Linked DNA regions of Danio rerio: region 2 is linked to region 1. Evidence: chromatin contacts called from public Hi-C data. All regions are on one chromosome and are shown on one strand. Each heading gives the region's core, a stretch centred on a gene start, on an enhancer-like site or on the middle of the called end of the contact. The rest is flanking DNA. Distances are from core to core; before and after follow the strand shown. Region 1 holds the start of uqcrh (ubiquinol-cytochrome c reductase hinge protein). Region 2 holds the start of phospho2 (phosphatase, orphan 2).

The links. A called contact is a pair of places that touch in the nucleus more often than the background predicts.
Region 2: a Hi-C map of hematopoietic stem cells shows a contact between it and region 1, with 1.9 times the contacts expected there. The contact joins the promoter of phospho2 here to the promoter of uqcrh in region 1. A contact is called at or near these places in 2 of 18 Hi-C or Micro-C datasets (hematopoietic stem cells and an unstated tissue).

What each region holds. Positions count from the first base shown.
Region 1 is chr6:4,221,399-4,225,309 of GRCz12tu, reverse strand. uqcrh (ubiquinol-cytochrome c reductase hinge protein) reads left to right here and starts at 1,909. Exons shown (of 4, transcript NM_001037108.3): 1 at 1,909-2,232; 2 at 2,543-2,575. The coding sequence starts at 2,188.
Region 2 is chr6:4,422,852-4,426,762 of GRCz12tu, reverse strand. It overlaps phospho2 (phosphatase, orphan 2), which reads right to left and starts at 2,150. Exons shown (of 2, transcript NM_001111229.1): 1 at 2,140-2,150; 2 at 1-2,015. The coding sequence starts at 2,014. The coding sequence ends at 1,289. It also overlaps a transcript of ssb not described here.

The sequences.
Region 1 (3,911 bases), core at 660-3,159:
TTTCAAATACGAGTTTCTTTCTACTGTTAAACACAAACGAAGATATTTTGAAGAATGTTGTATTGTTGAATGCTGGACAATTGTAATGTGTAGCCATGTGGGAAAACAGATATACTATGTACGCTCTCTGTTTCCAACATTCTTCAAAATATATTCCTTTGTGCTTATCTGAAGAAACTCAAACATGTCTAGAATGAGTAATTGATATCAGAACTTTCATTTGTAAACTATAATTAGGGGCGGCACGGTGGCACAGTGGTTAACACTGTCGCCTCACAGATGGTTCGAGTCCTTGCTGGACAATTTGGCATTTCTGTGTGGAGTTTGCATGTTCTCCAGTGTTGGCGTGGGTTTAAACTAAATAAACTTAACTGGCCGTAGAGTATGAGAGTGTATGGGTGTTTCCCAGTACAGGGTTGCAGCCATTCGCTGTGTAAAACATTTGCTAGATAAGCTGGCGGTTCGGTCCATTGTGGCAACCCCTGATGAATAAAGGGACTAGGATAATGAATGAATGAATCCCTTTAAACCTTCCCCAACTTAATCAAGAGATTGTTAAATATTAATATATTAAACTTGTTGAAACCCCATTATATTTATTTATTTATTTATTTAATTATTTGTTATGCTTGTCTGCGTTCTGATAGGGAATTTTGTATATTTACTAAGGCATTTATGGTTGTAAATGTTCAAAAAAAGCAAAACAAAAAGATTATTTAGGTGATCTGTTTTTGTTCTGTTTTTGTTTATAATCGTTTATTTATTTTGTCATTAACTCTTGTGCACTGTTCAAATTTACTGCCCTTTTGTTATGTTACATCCACTGAATTAATCTGCTCTAAAATGCATCATATAAATTCATTCATTCATTCATTCATTCATTCATTCATTTATTCATGCATTTTCTTTTCGGCTTAGTCCCTTTATTAATCTGGAAACAGCCATAGTCTAAGGCATGGGTCTCAAACTCGATTCCTGGAGGGCCGCAGCTCTGCACAGTTTTGCTTCAACCCTACCAAAAACAGCTGATCCAAATAATCAAGATTCAATCAATTAAATCAAGACTATAAAGCTGCGGTCACATTAGAGTTTGAGCATGCGATATTCTGTCGTGCGGCACTGAGAAAAGGGGCGGGATTAAACAAGTTTATTAGGCATTTAAAAAAGTGAGCGATTGCTCCATGTTTTAAATTTATATCCAGAGAGGTCATGTTTTGATCCTCGATTGGTCTCACACAGTCAAGTAATGGGATTTCGCAGGTCAGAGTTCACCAAGCTTGAACTTTGCACCGCAGCGACATACGAAACTTGACGCATGACCATGCGTTTCCGGTCTGACGCATTCGCGTGTGTATGAATGGAAGTCTATGGGAGGAAAAGCCCAGTGTGACCGCAGCTTCAGAGTCTATTGAGCAGGTGTAATTTTAGAGGTGGTTGGAGCTAGAATCTGCAGAGCTGTGGTCCTCCAGGAATTGAGTTTGAGACCACTGGCCTAAGCGCTAATAACCATCTTCGGGTGATCTATTACCTTAAAACAGGGGTGTCCAAACTCGGTCCTGGAGGGCTGGTGTCCTGCAGATTTAAGCTTTAACTTCCCTCAACACACCTGCAAAGATGTTTCTAGAAAGCCTAGTAAGAGCTTGATTAGCTAGCCTAGGTGTGTCTGATCGGGGCTGTACGGAACTTTGCAGGACACCGGCCCTCCAGGACCAAGTTTGGACATGCCTGCCTTAAAAGAGTCCTAACTTTCCATATTATAACTCAGATTATACGCAGGTTGGTTTATTTAACATATTCAATCGTGTTTAAATGTTATTTAACACGTTTTATTCTATTTGGCTTCACTGATGTTGATACTCCAAACCACTAGATGGGAGCAAACCATTTTAAACGCCAGCAAATAGCGTAATACAATATGTCTCTCACTAAACATACACTGTATGCAAAAATTCGATGTTAGCAGTTAACAAATACTGATAAACAAACACTGACCGCAAAACATCACAACTCAGGTTAAGAGAAGAAAATCAAACAAGCACAGGGAACCGGAAGTTGACAGAGGTGTATCGCCTCTTTTTGCGTGAAACTCTTTAAGCTCTTACCACTTCCGGAAAGTGTCACGCTGTCCTCCATCGGCGCATATCTCAGTCCACAGAGGGTCACTCCAGGAAAAACTCCGGTCAAATCATGGTTTTCGAAGACAAAATGATCACGAACGGAGAACCAGAGGAGGTATTATTAGCATTTTTTGTTTATATGCGGTTTAATTGTCATTTAGCCGCATGAAGAAGCGGCTTTTTGTCGAAATGGTCTGGTTTAACTTATGTTAGCCGAGCCTGAGATATAGGTTGATCCAATGCTTATGTATGCTAGTATTTATACTGTCTAAATGTGAGATTTAGCCTTTGTCTTGCTTTTGTAAATCATTCTAGGCATCATTTATGTTGTTTTAGTTTCATTCTAACTATGTATGTATGTATGTATGTCTCTTAATTATGGATAATAGCTGCATCCTATTAATATGTTACACTGTTTTGTTTAGGAGGAGGAAGAGGAGGAAGAAGAGGAAATGGTGGTATGTTTCTATCATATTATATTGTACATTTTCTGAGCAGTATTCTTTAATGATGTACACATTTGTTTAAGTGAATTATAAATGATGAGTTGCTTATGTAAGTGGTTTGTGGATAATACATGTTTACTGTTGTGTCCTTGATCAAGACCTCAGGATTTCCCTGTAATCAATGTACTGTGAAGCCACTTCATACAAAAATATAATTATAGAAAGCCTTGAAGAACTTGAAGGGGTTTCACACATAATAATAAGTCTATATCACTTGTATGATTTGTTTTTATATACAAATTAGTTTATATTGTTGATTTTCCTTTTCTCTGCAAGAAAATACAGAATATTTACAGCCTTTTTAAAGCCACAATTTACAGATGAGATTCACTAAAATGGCATTTACTATAACAATAGTTTACATGTTAAAAAATGTTGTCAGACATATATAGATTATATTGTATTGTTTAGATTTTTAATTATATTATTTAGCTACTTTTGTAAACCATCCTTGAATAATGGAAATGCGCTATACATAAACATTTTATTATTAATAATATTATTATTATTATGTTGAATGTTTTAATTGTGTTGTCATAATTTAAATGTCAGGCATATTTAGTTCAAGACCTACTTGATGACATGTTTTAAGACTGAATTAAAGATCACAATTTGGTCTTTTATAGACATTTTAAGTCTATACTTTTGTCACAGTCATTCAAACTACTAAGTTCCTTCGTTTGTTAACAAAAAATTGTTAATTCTAATCATTTAAAATATGATTAAATTGAGCATGTTGACTTATTATTTTAGCATTTTAATAAGTACAGGTCAGAATAGGTATTTTGTTTCAAACACTGAATGATCATGGAACAGTTCTTTTCAATTTTTTTTATGTGGTTTTGTTTTGTAAAAGTTCTTTAAAATATATATTGTGTATCCAACACAATCTCACGACAATTTGTAACTTTTTGATTTAGTGGCTAATTCGTATGAATTCGTATGATCTAATTTGTACAATTTAGTACGATTTGCCCATCACCCAATGAGGGTTGGGTTTAGGGGTGGGCTTAGGTGCCACGTCTCCTTTTTAAAATCGTACAATTTCATACGACTGAACTCGGATGAATTCGTACGAATTAGCCACTAAACTCAAAAAACGTAATATACATAGGTTTCCTCGTGAGATCAGGCTGGTATATCTTATATATGTGCAAATATGTATATGTATTTGGTCCATCGTACTTGAGCATAATATTAATTTTCTCCCAAAATCCAAAGTAAAAGCAAACAACTTTTTATTTACCTAATAACATTATAACCTCAAAAGCTTGCATCCCAGTATTGT
Region 2 (3,911 bases), core at 901-3,400, 200 kb before region 1:
ATTATTAATCTGTTATAATCTCAACATTTACATATGTTTTTAAGATCGAGAGTGGTGTTTGTCAGCAATAGTGAATGCAAAGTAGGGTTGTCGCTATACCATTAGTTAATCTTACGATACTAAACCAGCTAAAGTATCACAATACCAAGTTGTATTGCGATACCGTAATTCATAACTGAAATTATAAAGAAAATGACAAGAAATATCTTTTTTTATGTTATAATAGGCTTACTTGAATTTGATGCATGATTCCCTTAAGAACAAAAAGTATTATCTGCACCTCACTTACAACAAAAAATACATTAAAATAAAGATACAAATTATACCAAATGAAATTTGTTACAAAAAAAGAGCATTTTTCCAACAAAATTAGGCCAAATGAAGTGGTCAAAAATTGTTTCCTGTTGCTATTTTGGGTTTTCATCTATATATTTTTTTCAGTCTTATCAGGTAACAATCCAAAGTAATTCAAAATTTCCCTTTGTGAGTCTTTCTTTTAAAGAGAGTCGCGGTTGAAGTAGCTACTAAATCATATTAACAGGAACAGAAATGAACAGATGTGCGTTCGAACTGATGTGTTAGAAAACATGCAATACGCTACCATAAAAGGCGCCAATTCTACAGTTTTGCAACCTTAAAGGGCTCCACAGACTATAAAAATAAAGTGGTCTATTGTTGCGCAAACGAGTGATCTTTTTAGTGTCTTTTCCACATGCAACGTTATTAATTGTAGATAAACTATTAATCACGATACCACCTTTCGCAAACTACAGTAGCATCGCCAGTATTTTGGAGCCATAGTATCGCGATACTACCATAGTTCTACCGGTAAACCGTGCAACCCAAATGCAAAGTAGGAGAGTTGATTACATATTAGTGAATGCATTCAATGAAGGAGAGACCTTATTGTAAAGTGTTACCAATATACAGACATTACTTTATACTCAAGTAATTTTATCAAGTAGTTTGAGGATGAATTTATATATAATCTATATATAAATCCATACGTTTATATGTAAATCTATCTCACAAAAATATGAATCTGTTATAATCTCAACATTTACATATGTTTTTTTTAAAGATCAACATTAGTTAATGCACAGTGAAGTAGCATTTGTAAAGGTTAATAATTGCTGATAATTGTTTACATATTAGTGAATGCATTCAATGAAGACCTCATTGTAAAGCGTTACGTTACCAAAACACCCAAGTTACCTAATCAAGTTGTTTGACGGACGCTTTCAATAATCGTGTCGGAATCTCACGATATTGCTCATAACACTATATATCACTCAATTAGAGCTCTTAATTCCTGAAGGATTTCTTTGGCACTAGTCCAGGGCATAATTTTGGCCCTGAGCTCGTTTGAACCCTCAGAAATGCCTTTGCGCAACAGTTTCTCCAGGGTGAATCCTTTCCTTGGCATTGCAATGTCGCCCTCTGTCAGCTCTTTAACAGGGCAAAAGTCGTTTCCTCCGTCTCCTATATAGCAAATCCGCTCATAACGCAGGCCATCTTTCGCCCGGTTCTCCGTGAAATCCCGCAGCACCCTTCTCTTGCACAGGTTTACCGGACACTCTTTACAGGCATGCGCGTGGAAGCAGCGCAAGCTCACGTACCCGCGCGCATCGATGTTCGCGGGGTTGCTGAAGACGTCATCTACTGCGGATTTCAACCCCGACGCCTGCAAAGCCCAGTCTATGAATAAAGTGTTCGAGTCGGAGATGATAATGCAGTCGATGTGCTTCTTATTCTCGGATATGAAGGTCAGGAGCTCGGTCATGCCGTCGGTGAACGGGATGCTCTCCATGACCGCGCGCATGTGCTCCGGCCGGACGGACTGGTCTCCGATGTAGGTCAACACTCGACCCATATATTCGGTCCACCTGCCCCTCTGGTAGGACTTCTCCAGCCAGTCCGGTAACTTCTGGTCGGGGGTGCAGCGGATCACCCAAGTGTCGCTGTTTTCATCCACTATAGTGTGATCGAAGTCGAACACTACTAAGGTCTTCATTCTGCACTGGAAATAACAACACAATAATCATCATGACACGACAGTTTAATGTTTACATGTAATACTTAATTCTTAGCTAGTCAAAGAATGAGAATTGAGTTTAAGCAAATTAGATATGTACCGACCTGAAGCGGCAGCCCGACCGAATTACCTAATTCCGTTAACGATTCTGAGTCAGACACTTGCTTACAACACAAAGCGTGATTAATCCCCGCCTGTTTAGAGCTGCGGCTTGCCAGTGATAGGCTACAGCCCACGTCACTCAAAAGTCTTGTGACGATGTGATTGGTCGCTGCAATCGTATGGACGGGAATCGTTCTTGCTTGCTTTCTGTTTCTTTATAGTCATTCAATACATAAGGCGAGTAGTTCAGAACTTGATCTGAGAAGTATGAATTCTGTTCATATCTTAAATTAAAAACGCACTCATTCATTGTAAGTGTTTAAGAACAGATTGATTGCAAGATACAACGCTTATTTGCTGACATGAATAGTGTAATAAATACTGATAGATATGACCTCACTTCCTCATTTAAGCAATGTAACAGTTACATCAACAGTTGTTTTTGTATTATATCTGAAAAGTAAAAGAGATGAACGAGGCATTGTATAATTAAATATGCACCGATTTGAATAAATTACACAAATCTGAACACTGGATAAAGCTATCTACAAAAAAAAAAAAAAAAAAAACATTAAAATGAAGCAAGATTTATTAAAAAAAATACATATATACAACAAGCATCGTTCATCAACCCATAAAACTGTCAGCAACGAGATACAAACTCAAGATTTTAGAAATAAAACATTGACCTTTCTGGTAAACGACAAAAACACCTGTAAAATGGAGATTTCTGGCTCAGTGCACTGAAAGATATGCTCATTTTAAGAGATGTATTACAAAAGTAATGGGCGGCACTGTGGCACAGCGGGTAGCACTGTCGCCTCACAGTAAGAAGATCACTGGTTTGGGCCCTGACTGGGTCAGCTGGAGTTTCTGTGTGGAGTTCGCATGTTCTCCCCGTGTTGGCGTGGGTTTCTTCCGGTTGCTCCGGTTCCCCCCACAAGCCCAAAGTCATGGCTATAAGGGAATTTGGTAAACTAAATTGGCCGTAGTGTACGTCCATATCCTCCAGGTTTAGGGTTGAGCATTGGGCTAACGGCCCATCTTTTTTTTGTGATCAAATTTTTATTTAATGGTTGAAAATAATCTAGCAAACATAGTTATAGACAAGGACACCTGGCTAAAACTGCATTTTCTGTTAGTACCTGCACCCCACTCACCCCTGGCGAAAATAAAAATTAACAAAAAATGAAATAAATCAGAGAAAAAAAATGAGAGAGAATAATAATAATAATAATAATAATAGTAAGGAACGGTATAATAAATAAATACAAAAATAAATAAATCAACCTCTGCATTTAACTTCTTACAAGAACACTTTTAACAAAGGTAGATACATCAGACTTTTACCCATAGGTTATACCCATACAAAAAAAAAATCATGATAGCATGTCTTTTATGTTAGTTATTGCACATTTCCATGAAGTTATAGTTTTTGTAGAGGCGCCATGCATCCTTGCCAAAGACAGTTCCATATGTGCGTTGTCTAAGAACATATACATCCAATGATTCCGGTCCAGTGTGGAGGCTGCCAACATAAACTAACGACCCATCTTATAAAATTAGATGTTACGAAACATCAACATAGTGCGATGTTGATTTCAATTTCGATGTAAATGGCCCTAGAAGCAAGTAAATATTACAAAAATAGGCTCAAATCCATTATTTAGGTCATGAAATTAGTATTAATTAATCCAAACCAAGCAAAAGAAGTAAAGTTTATTTATAAACTAATTTGGAGAGGATGATGTGCTTATAATGCCGGTCCCGCATT